Linked DNA regions of Mus musculus: regions 2 and 3 are each linked to region 1. A link is a contact called in public Hi-C and HiChIP or PLAC-seq data. All regions are on one chromosome and are shown on one strand. The core of a region is the stretch at or near the end of the contact, and the rest is flanking DNA. Distances in the headings are between cores, read along the strand shown. Region 1 has its middle 7.2 kb from the start of Gm36732. Region 2 overlaps Babam2 (BRISC and BRCA1 A complex member 2). Region 3 overlaps Babam2 (BRISC and BRCA1 A complex member 2).

Region 1 (3,878 bases), core at 676-3,175:
ATTCTGGAGGCCTTCCGAGATTACAACCAGCCAACTTTCCCCTTGTCTTTCCCTTGTTGTTCCTCTGTTTGTGTCCAAATCACAAGCCGTGCGTGGTAGCTCACTCCTGTAATCCCAGCACTGAGGAGGCAAAAGTCAAATACCACAAGTCTGAGCCAGCCTGAGCTACATATAGTGAGTTCCAGGCCAGTCAGGGTTACACAGTGAGAGTTTGTTTAGAAAACCAACAATACAATAAAAGGATATTGGCCACATTGGAGTAGGTAATTATCTCTTTAAAGGCCTTTTCTCAGCTAGGCACATACCTGTAATCCCAGCACTCAGGTTGTTAGATATTTAGGGTCATCTTCACTTATATATTGAGCTTTAGTCTAGCCTGGGCTACATGAAACCCTGTCTCAAAACAAAAAAAACAAAAAACAACCCCCCCCAAAACCCAAATAAGTAAATAAATAAACCATAAATACAAAATAAATGGCCTTTCTCTAAATACTGTCATATTCAAAGGTCCTGGGGCCTTTGGTCGCAATATGTAAATCTGGAGGAATAAAGGCAATGACCCCCTGCCAAGTCTTTCTGTTTCATTAGTGTCTGCAGTTAGAATCCTGAATGAGGTCATCACAGGGCTTTCTATAGAAGAGTGGCAACGGCCACAAAGCCACCAGACCTGGGTTCCCATCTTGCTCCTTCACTTAAGTATCAAGACGATATAGCCCCAGTTCCCTCAGAAACATGAGGAAGATGACATCGGCATCACAGGCAACATAGGTGATGATCCATCCAGAAAGTTCTTTAGTGTAAGCGGCAGTGTCAAGCCCAGGACACAGAGAGTGCGCACAAGATGCAAGGTCTTTTCCTAAGCATGGTCTTCTCCTGGAGATTCTTCCCACAGGAAACTAAGGATGTTTCCTAAGACCTCTCTGGAGAGGAATCAGGTAGGAGGAAATCTAAGACGCAAAGATAAGTAAGATACCAGGTCCCCTGTCAGCTGACAGGGGACCTTAACCCCTCAAGCTGGGGGCGCTAAGACATTAGGGCACCTTGCAGACTATGGGCAGAATTACTAACCTTTATTTGACTCAGGATCTTCTGGTCCAGTGCTGTGTCCAAAGGACTCTAAGCTAGGTGTGGTGGTGGCTGCCTATAATTTCACAGTATTAGATTAAAAGCAGCAGAATTAAAAGCTCAAGGCCAGCCTTGGATGTTATAGGAGCCTGTCTGGAAAACCAGAGGACTGGGTGTGGGGATGGGGGGTGGGGAGGCCAGGGGGTGAGGGGGGGCAGAGTGACTCTATTTCAAAGGTCTGTCCTGAACTTGAAGCCCATCCACAATCACTCACTCTTGGGATTTCAAAGTATGACGGAAGAAACAGGGTCAGGTCCAGGTTGAGCCCAATTTGGAATCTCAGAGAGGAAAAGAAGCCAAAGTTGGCAGGGACTTCATGTCAGAGGAAATCTTCCTAGCCCATAGTGAGGCCGGACTGGGAAAGAAGGGCTCTGCTTTCGGATCCCAGCCTTGTATTTCCTGTTGATGGAGCACTGGGAAGCCTATAGGCCAAAGTGGGAATCAAATACTTGATAGCATGCGTTATCGTTACTAAGTCTGATCAGAGTCCACTGGCCCCTCTTCTGGCTAACACACTCCCTGGATACTGGGGGTGGGGTGAAGAGACAAGTCCTGGCAGCTTTGGATTCTGCTGTCCCTACACTGCCAGCTCGATGTGTAGCCGCCCACTTCAGAGCAGAGTCAGGGTGCATCTTTTCTTAAGAAGTGGAGCATTTCCTGTTTTGGAGGAGGAGGGATGGGGCTCTTCCTGGACCACATTGCCTCTTCAACCCCTCCACCCCCCCCCCACCACACCTCCCTCCCTGAGTTACTCACTCCTGGAAATAGGGCTGATGACATCGAGATGAGTCAGAGGCTCACGCGCGTCATGGCCCGACTGCTGGGAGGGTGAATGAGTTCAGTGCTCCCTAGACCACAGCCCTAGATGTGCACCAGGAGTCCAGGCAAGGCAACAGGCCTGGGGGCGGTGTACATGTCTGTACTTGTGTGTGTGTGTGTGTATACATGTGTGTATATGTGTGTGTGCGCGCAGTTGTGTGTGTACGTGTGTATATGTGTATGTGTGGCATGGCAGGAGGAGGCTAGCCTTTATTTAGCAATGAATTACATACAAGCCCTCATCCATTGCTCTCTCTTCCTAGCCCCTGAGTGATGCTAGCCTTTCTCAGCAACAGGTAACAACCCTAATGTCTTTCTAGGCAAGTAGGCTCAGAGGACTAACCCCTTGGAGAACTACCTGACTTCTTCTGACCAAATTACCCAGCTCTGCCCCAGCACAGTGAGGTATAGCAGCAGTCCTGAAACTGGTGGTCTAGCCTCAGCTTCTTTAGAAGGGCCCCTACCCCAGGGATTACCCTTGCAGGGATATGTATTCAGTGAGGGGGGGTGTGTTTATACTTTGAGGGATGCCCTAATTCACAGTGTCAGTCAAACACACACTTTAGGTCTGTTTTCCGTTTTCCATGTGTCGCATTTTGGAACATTTAGCGGACATAGGATCACTGCAAAGGAATGTATTAATTCAATGCATTTTGAAATGTCTCTTTAACATTCTTGGAGTTACAGTGCAAGCTGAGCATACTAATAGAGGCAAAACAACACGCAAGCTAGACTCTCCTGGCACTTGGTAAATAGGGCTGAAGTACCAGTTTCCCCATACCTAACATGGGTGTAGCCAGGGCACAAATGGTATGGAAAATAACACCAGGACCGTGAAGCAGGAGGCAGCCCCACCTCTGAGTTCTCTCTTTTACCCTCCCCAAACAGCCACTGCTCCAAACATTGCTCCTCACAGACCTTGAGGACTGCTGCTTGGACCCTTTAGGATTTCCTTCCAGTTGATCTAAACGAGAATGGAACGAAACCTCTCAGGATAGAGGGGTTAGAATTCAGAAGAATGCATTTTGATTTGGGTATGGGGCACACACCTGCGATCCTGGCACTTGGGAGGCTGAGGAGAGAGGATTATTGATTTGAAGTTGGCTTGAGCCACATAGTGAGATCCCCTCTTTCAAAATGAACTGATTGATGGCACTTTGATATCTCAGGCATGGGCTAGGACAGCAAAGAGAACGAGGATTCAACTCTCCAGGGCTCCCCTAGTGTCATGTCATTAGCTCCAGTGCAATCAGAGGGGACAGACTGTCCCCAGCTCACATTCTTCAGTGTCAGGCGGGGTTTACTAGGGATGTCCTACAGGGTGGGAAGAAACCGTGAGTAATCTACTCAGTGTATAAGAGGTAAAATTCTTTCCCCTGTAACCCAGTGAAGACTCCTGATGCTAGAAAAGTTAAACAAACAAACAACTCCATTGGTAGAGTCAGGATCCCTCATCTTTCTTTGTGTAAAACATGATTTTTCAGGGGTTCACTGGGGTGACCTGTCCATGTAAATTTCTGCTGGAATGGCCACTGTTTCTGCCCAATGAGCCTTCAGAACGTGGCATTCTCTGGGTTGAGCTTAGATCAATCATTCTGCTGCTTCGGGGCTATCCAGGTGGATGTGGGCCTTGGAGGCTGCTCCGTGCCAACCCCTGGGTCTCCCATCTCTTGAACTCTCCCACAATGTAGGCACAGACAGCTGTTCTGCCTCCAATCCTTCCCAGTTCCCTTATCTCCACACAGCATAGGAGAATTCTCTCCAGTCCCAGAAGAGTTCCTGTCTGGAGGACAAGAAAGCTACACTTCATCATGCTCTCGTCCAAATTTGTGCCCTAGCTGCCTTAAGAACTGAGGTTCTGAAAATCAAATCCAAGACAACCTTTCTTTGTTGAGCACCAGCCCTGAGCAAATAGCAGAGCAAGCACCAAGTAG
Region 2 (3,878 bases), core at 357-2,856, 240 kb after region 1:
GCATTTGACTTGCCTAAGGCTGTTCTGGTTATTAGGCACACTTGGATTTTCATTATTATTATTTTTTTTAATTGTGCTACATTCTTCTGGTGTTTGACTGATGGTTTGTATCAAATGGGTTGAGACTACACACAGTGACAGTATTTTGTTTTTTTTTGTTTTTTGTTTTTTACAGAAATAGGCTGTCTATATCTGAACTTGATATTTATACCCAGTATTTACACACGTACATATATGTCAGTGTCAGATTAGACACTGATACTTTTGTTCAATAGACTCCAGTGCATACAATGAGCCTGGCCTTCTTGATGGACAACACCCACTCTCCTCCCCTCCCCAGTACCCAAGGATGAAAATTACTCTGAACTGCTAAAGTATGAGTTTGTTCCAGACATTTACACCCTTGACTCCTTAGAATTCTCAAGTTATGGGTCTTAAAAAAAAAAAAAAACTAAAATGTGAATAGAGGTACAATGAACAAGCTATCCCGGTTACTAGGAAAATTCTGCAAAGACTTTCTGTTATTAGTGTTTATATTCCACCAAAGAATATGCAAAGTATAGTAATGGATCCTATCCAAAGAAACAGAAAGCTGCAGAACAGAAAGACAATGGGAAAGCCAACACAAGCAGAAACCGTAGACACATTCCTAACAGTGTTACTGTGGCCTACAAAAGTTAACACGCCTTTTCCAAAGTTTTTATTTATTTACTTTTAAATGCCAACAAAGCAGTTGGGAAAGGGAAACAGAATTGGATTATCCTACGTTGAGGTAAAGCTCAGTGGTGCAGACCTTGCTTGAGCCCACAGACCCAGGGTCAGTCTAGACAACACGGTGAGACTCTGTCTAAAGAGCAAAACAACAGGAAGAAGGAAAACAGCCTTTGAATTCCTCTGTATTTGAGCTGTGCTTGTCCTCTTGGTTAGAGCTCAGTTTCTCTGATGCATAGGAGCCCCTTTAAAGCAACTCACTGTGAGGGAACAATGGGGATTAGTCTCGCTGACCAGGACAGTAACAGTTCTGTTCATCTGGGAACGTTTCAATGTTCTCGTTCAAAAACAATGTAAGCAAGTCAACTGGGTCACCATAAACTAAGTTCTATCCAAGAAAGTCTTAGAACGCCTAGAGAGAGGTCAACACTCATCTTAACCCAGAGGACCACTATGAACCTATTCCAAAAACCTCTGAGAGACGCAAGCGCAGGACTTGGGACGTGAATGCTAGGCCTTTTGCTTAAACTCCACATGGCTCCTGGTTGCTCTCACCTAAGCTCAAGGGCTCTAGCAGCATCTGTCTCTAGTGACCCTCTCACAGGAATGCTCACCACAGTTCTTCCTGAGGCTAGCCCTTAAGTCTCTTCCGGCTCTCGTTTCTCTGATGCCTCAAATCTGTGTCACAGGTCCTCACAGGTGTTCCATTGCCCCTCTGCAAGGTCCTGGTGGAGCACCTGTGACACTGCGCCCCACCCCACTGGGATGTCAGCTTCTTAGTGGTGGTGACTCATCTGTCTTCCTCCTTTATTTCTCTGCCTTAAAGGCCCTGACACCTGGCAGGCACTTAGCAATATCTGTTGATGAAATAAATGAAGCAAAATGAGGAAGCAAAGGAGGGAAGAAAAGAGGCAAGAGGAGGAAACTGCTTCTGAAGGAGCAGGACAGAGTGTCTGGGTTTTAGTGATGTCACCTGTTTCCACACAGAAGTTACATCACAACACAGCCTTATTTTCTTCTTGTAAATGACAATGATTACGCATCTTTGGCTTTTCTCGAACAATGGATGAGCAGATTCTGAGTTCATCCTGAGGATGAAGATAGAAACAACTCCTGAATCTGCAGGCCACATTAGAGCTTTTATGGAGTAGCCATGTGACTCATGTCAGTTCTTGTAGGCAGAGAAAGTAGTTCATATGTTCCCCCATCCCCTTTCCCAATCAGTTTCATTATGTAGTCCTTGCTAGCCTGGAATTCTGCTATGGGACCAGGCTGGCCTTGAACTTACAGAGATCTATCTGCCTGAGCCTTCCTAGCACTGGGATTAAAAGTGTGCACCACTACATTTAGCTACTATTCTCATTTTACAAACAACTGAAGATCAGTGGCTCATGGCTCCCCCTTAAAGAGGTCTCAGGCCTGTGAGGGCTGAGCTTGGGCTCCTATAGCACAGCATAGAGCCCATCACCTTGCCCACCATCTGTGAAGCATGGGCTCAAGAGGACAGAAGTACTAGGGTCTATCTCAAGTAAATAAAAATTGAATCAAAATTTAATTTTGTAAAGTGCCCCAATTCACTCTCCATAGAGAATAAAACCAGAAATATATATTCCTTATGAACAATTTTCTCCAGACAAATGCAAACATCAGCTAAGAACAAGAATAAACTGGAGCTACTAGAGGCTGGGGAACAAAGAACCACAAGGTCTGATTACCTGGCTTTTCTACCTACTTTAATGTGTGACCTCCTGCCACAGGACACTGGCCTCACTGGAACTATTTCTTGGAATTCTGTCATTATGCAAATAGAAATGATCCTTTAGACAATCACTTTTTCCCTTTTTTGTACAACACTAAGGAACAAATGATGTGAAGTTAACTGTACATTTTCAAAACCCAAAATTTTAATTAGTTCTGACATATGTTTACATCCAGGAAACCACAATCAGGACAATGAACACATCCAGCATCCCCCGAATTTTCCTCTTGCTCTTTGTCATCAGCCCCTCCCACAACTTCGCTATCCCCATCCCCAGGCAACCAAGGGTCTGCTTTCTGTCATCAGGGCTTAGTTTGCATTCTCTAGAGTTTTATACAAATGGAATCGTGCAGCTTTTTTTTTTTTTTTTTTTTTTTGGTCTAGTTTCTTTCAGTCAGCATAATTATTTTGAGATTCCTCTCCTTGGTTGCATCAGTAAATCATTCAGTTTTACAGAGTAGCCTATTCCACTGTTTGGTTATTCTGCAATATGTTTAGCCACTTTCTGTTGATGGTTATTTGGGTGGTTTCTATCTTTTGGCTATTATAAACAAGCCTGTGATGGGGCCTGGCACCATGGCTTAGCACTTGGGAGGCAGAGGCAGGCAGATCTCCGTGACTTCAAGGACAGCAGCCTGGTCTAGACTGAGTTCCAGGATAGCCATGGCTATAAAGGAAAACTCTGCCTCAAAAAAACAGAACAAATAAAAAAAAGAAACAAGTAAGTAAATAAGCCTGTGATGACCACTCATCTAAAGTTTATTTCTATGAGGACATATGCTATCATTTCTCCTCATTAAGTTCCTAGGAGAACAACTATATGGCAGGCATATATCTAACTCTGTAGGAGCTTCAAGCTCTTTTATTTTCTTTTCCTCTAAATAGAAGTACAACTCTAAGCGAGAGTTCTAGCTTTATATCCTCGCCACACTAGTTTTTGTCAGTCTTTCTAATTTTGGCAATTTTAGTGGATGTAATGTGTTCTCTTTGTGGTTTTAGTTTTTATTTCCATGGTGATCACAATATCTATCTATCTATCCACCCATCCACACACCCACTCACCTACGGATCTGTCCACCTACTCAAAAAAGAACTTTTATCTAGGAAATATAAATAACCTTTATAGCATATAAATTAGATGACAAGTACTTTCATAAAATTAAGGTAAGTAGATAGATAGATATATAGATAGATAGAAATACAGATGATAGAGTCAAACAGCACATGTTTTTTGTAATTTTCTTCTCCCCACTCTCTTCACTTACTGTTTTGTTTTTCTAACAGTGCCTTTGAATGGCAAACATCTTTATTTTGATGAAGACAACTTATTGATCTTTCTTTTTTGTTTTAAGTTAATTTATTTTTTACACTCCATATCCCAACCCCCTTCTTAAAAAGATTTATTTAT
Region 3 (3,878 bases), core at 1,030-3,529, 180 kb after region 1:
CATATTTGACCACACTCAGCCTTTTATATAGGTGCTAGAGATCCAAACTAAGGTCTTTGTGTTTGCACAACCCTCACTTTATCAGCTGAGTCATTTTCCCAGCCCAGAAACATCTTTATACTTTTGTACACACAGCCAAGACTTGGGAGGCAGAGGCAGGTGGATTTCTGAGTTCGAGGCCAGCCTGGTCTACAGAGTGAGTTCCAGGACAGCCAGGGCTACACAGAGAAACCCTGTCTCAAAAAATGAAAAAAAAAAAAAAGCTTTACTATTAAAAGATTTCTTTAACTAGTCTCTCCCCTTTCACCCTCTAGTAAAGACAGCTCTGGTTAGATTCAATTATTGTTTGCCAGGACTATCTTCCCATGTGTGTGCCATTCCATTCCAAACCGTCTTCTACAATACCAGAGGAATGTAACTGTAAAAAGCAAACATACTCTGCTTGCTTTCCTACCCAGCCCTCTTTCTTCCTATCCTTGGGATAAGGTCAAGCATTATCAGCCTGGTATGCAGAACTGTCTGTGTTCTGGCCTCTGGTGACCTTTCCAATGGAATCTCTCACCACTCCCCGGGATCCACCAGACACTTGAGAAATTGGAGTCATTTGCAGTTCTTCACAAACACTTGACCATTTCTTCTCTCAGGATCTTTGCTTGTGCTAATCTGTCTGCCTAAAGTGCTCTTCCAGCCCTCCTGCTTTAGTAAGTTGGGTGTCCTACCCCGTGTTCCCATGATAGCTGGTGGATACCTAGCATTATACTTTAAAGAATGTTTCATTGTTAAGTTGTGTTTGTTTGGCTTTTGAGACTGAGTCTCATTGTACACTTGTGATCCTAGCCCCTGAGCCTCCCAAGTGTGGGCATTACAGGTATGCACTATCATGTCTGTATGGTTTATATGTTCATTTGCCCCAAGAATGTGAGCCATTTCAGAGAAGATCCCAAGCATCCTGGCATCCCCATGGCTTAAAAATGCCTGAAGCACAAGAAGGTCAAATGACTGTGCAATGAGTAGACACCTTCGCAGGTCTACCTGGAGGCCACAGGGAAGAAGGAAGAAAGGGAGGGGTGGGGGAAGGCAAGGAAGGAGGAAGAAAAGGAGGCATAGAGCAAGGAAGAAGTAAGACAGCGTCTCTCCATCTATCTCAGTGCTGGATTTGAACTCGGGCCCTCATTCATAGTAGGCAGACACTCTGACTGATATTCCCAGCTCTCCATTTCTTGATAATATGATCATGTATCTAAAAATCCTAAGGAATCAACTAAAGCTCAACATAAAAGCAAAAATAACTGCCTTCTCTGAAAGCTCATGGTATTTAGAATATGCTAATCTGGAACTCACTATGTAGCCCAGGCTGACCTGAAACTCACATGGTCCACTAATATTTTTACAAAGATACTAAAGCAATTCAGTGGGGGAAATTGGGTCTTTTTGATCAATGTTTCTAGAATGAAAATTAAAAAAAAATATATACAAATCATGTCCCTCACTTCACACCATACATAAAGTTGAGGCAGAATACAGACCTGTATTCATGAATTAAAACTATGAACTTTCTACAAGGAAACAACTTAATTAGGGTGGGCTCTCTGCCTACCATGCTGCTACTGCTGCTCAAAGCTTGTCGAGGAGAAGTCTGGACTTCCAGTGATACCATCTCAAAAAAATTAATTTAATTTAGGAAAATTTGAATTGGATTAGGTGACTTAATTAAGCAGGATGCAAAAAAATGTTCTATAAAATTAAGAAGTGATAAAAAGAGACCTCATAAAAATTGTAAATGTAGTTTTTGGAAAGATGCAGTTAAACAAACAAACAAATAACAAATGGCTCTGTTAAAGTTTATAGAACACGTTACTGACAAATGGATCCCAGCCAAGTTTATAAAGAATTCTTAAGTCATAGATAGGGATAAGGCCCCATGGTATAGCATTTGCCCAACATGCTGGAGGCTCTGTGTTTGATTCCCAGGACAAGGGGAGGGGAGCTCAAAAACTGAAAAATGAGATAATAACATGCCAATTAAAAACAGAAAAAAGATTTCAACAGACCCTCCCATTTCCCACACACTCCCTCGGTGGTTAGCACACAGAGCACTCAGCAGCACTGCACATGAGGGATTGCATATTAAAAACCCCAGGACAGTCTCTCAGACCCCACTGTGGCTGCGATTAGAGACTGATGATAGCGAGAGCCGGAAGGCATGCGAAAGAACAGAAACCTCACGCTCTGTCGGGAAGACTGTAAAGAGTCACACTGCTTTACAGCATGGTGGTGGATGACTGAGTTAAACACACACTGGATGGGTGACTCAGCATTCCTACCCCACAGTTAACTAAGCAGAACTAAAAGCATTGTCAAAACAAAGATCTCCCTTAAATTACATCCAAGGAGCACTATTCGTAATCACCAGATACTGCAAAAAAACCAATATTCACTATCTGGGGTGGAATACTACTCAGTAACCAACAAGGACGCAACTCTAAAACACATAAGCCAACATGTACAGACCTCAAAACACACTATACAACAGAAAACAAGAAAAACATTATATCCGTGTGGTCCCACTATAAAGCAAATATTGTAAATTCTATAGTAGCAGAGCTGACAAATACATTCTGTAACTGCTAAAAATTCTATTCAAAGCTGACGTAAAGATTGAATGGCTCATAGTCTAAGTGAGGTAGCTAGTAACTCTCTGCAATGTCAGGTATTACATAGGGTAAGATCTTGCCTCTTTTAAGGGTGAATTGATACTCTTAACAGTTTCTTACCTCAGCAGATTTTCTTAACCATACTCTGAAAAGAAAAATAGAAGGTGATGTCCATAACTGAGGACCACCGCTTTTCTTTAGGGACACTTCCGAGATTCAGGGATCCTGTTTTGGATCCTGATCTGGACAAGCTAGCTGTAAAGACAATATGTCCGAGGGACTGGAGGGATGGCTCAGTGGTGGAGAGTGCTACTGATCTTCCACAGGATCTGGATTCAATTTTCAACACACGTCAGCAGCTTTACACTGTGTGTAACTCCAGACCCAGGGGATCCAGTACCCGTTGGACTCTGTGGTCACCTGCATGCATATAATGCACACAATCTCATGCACAAGAATAAACCTTGCAAAGAAGAAGGCATATCTGAGACCAACAGGGAAGCTTATAGGCAGACTGAGAATTACCTGACGTTAAAGAATTAGCTATAAGAATGTAGGATGCATTCCTTAGAAATCACCACTGTTAGAGATACACACAGATGCATACGGAAGTATTCATAGACGATACAAGAGATGTGGTTTACACTTGCTTCAAAATACTCCAGAGAATTCTAAAAGCAAATGACAAGGAGGTTTGGGAGAAGAGACAAGAGACAAAGCTGCAGTGCAGGTGTTGCACACACAAGGAGCCTGGGCGACTTCTGCTTTCACCTGTGCTTGTTACTTTCTCTATTGCTCGTGCACTGGGGCGTGATCTCACGTTCTTGCATGTGCTTGGCAAGTGTTCTACCATAAGCTATACAGACAGCTTACTTTTTACATTTTGAGATGGGACTCAGGTTGGTCTTGAATGTACATTGTACCGGATCCTTAGCATGGACTTGTGGGTCCTTCCAGCCTCAGACTCCTGATGTAGCTGGAATATAAGCTGGTACCACTAGGCCTTGCAGTGTTTTTTTATTTTAATTTTTGATTACATGCAATATTTGGAGGGGGCACACACGTAGAGGTCAGAGGAGAACTTTTGGGGTCAGTTCTGTCCTTTTACCATGTAGAGATCAAGTATAGGGGATTAGACTTAGTGGCAAAGAACCTTTTCATCTGCTGAGCCATCTTGCTGGCTCAATGCTCTTGTTTGTAAGGAGTCCTAGGTGCTCACAGTAC

The links. HiChIP or PLAC-seq counts read pairs in DNA pulled down with a chosen protein or histone mark. Hi-C and Micro-C count contacts between places; a contact is called where the count stands out from the background.
Region 2: a contact with region 1 is called in a Hi-C map of erythroblasts, with 2.9 times the contacts expected there. The contact joins two enhancer-like sites. A contact is called at or near these places in 6 of 484 Hi-C or Micro-C datasets (the N1E-115 cell line, bone marrow-derived macrophages, epidermal suprabasal cells and 2 more), 8 of 115 datasets of contacts at active chromatin or transcription factors (CD8 T cells, acute myeloid leukemia, embryonic stem cells and 4 more) and 1 of 9 other capture datasets (embryonic stem cells).
Region 3: a CTCF HiChIP or PLAC-seq map of the NIH/3T3 cell line shows a contact between it and region 1, with 7 read pairs. The contact joins two enhancer-like sites. A contact is called at or near these places in 1 of 39 promoter capture datasets (hippocampal neurons), 1 of 15 datasets of contacts at CTCF or cohesin (the NIH/3T3 cell line), 5 of 484 Hi-C or Micro-C datasets (the HL-1 cell line, Th2 cells, adipose-derived mesenchymal stem cells and 2 more) and 6 of 115 datasets of contacts at active chromatin or transcription factors (CD4 single positive thymocytes, CD8 T cells, Th17 cells and 3 more).

What each region holds. Positions count from the first base shown.
Region 1 is chr5:32,190,273-32,194,150 of GRCm38.p6, reverse strand. No RefSeq gene overlaps it. Among named protein-coding and RNA genes, the nearest start is that of Gm36732, 7.2 kb to the right of the region's middle. Within about 2 kb of position 1,925, at least 142 of the 459 cell types and tissues checked have an H3K27ac peak or open chromatin away from gene starts, as enhancers often do. A contact at or near this core is called in the HL-1 cell line, the N1E-115 cell line, the NIH/3T3 cell line and 2 more, where this site is marked.
Region 2 is chr5:31,954,234-31,958,111 of GRCm38.p6, reverse strand. All of the region lies in intron 7 of Babam2 (BRISC and BRCA1 A complex member 2), which reads right to left. Among named protein-coding and RNA genes, the nearest start is that of Gm52770, 43 kb to the left of the region's middle. Within about 2 kb of position 1,606, at least 43 of the 459 cell types and tissues checked have an H3K27ac peak or open chromatin away from gene starts, as enhancers often do. A contact at or near this core is called in the N1E-115 cell line and erythroblasts, where this site is marked.
Region 3 is chr5:32,014,557-32,018,434 of GRCm38.p6, reverse strand. All of the region lies in intron 10 of Babam2 (BRISC and BRCA1 A complex member 2), which reads right to left. Among named protein-coding and RNA genes, the nearest start is that of Gm52770, 18 kb to the right of the region's middle. Within about 2 kb of position 2,279, at least 38 of the 459 cell types and tissues checked have an H3K27ac peak or open chromatin away from gene starts, as enhancers often do. A contact at or near this core is called in the HL-1 cell line, the NIH/3T3 cell line and pancreatic cancer cells, where this site is marked.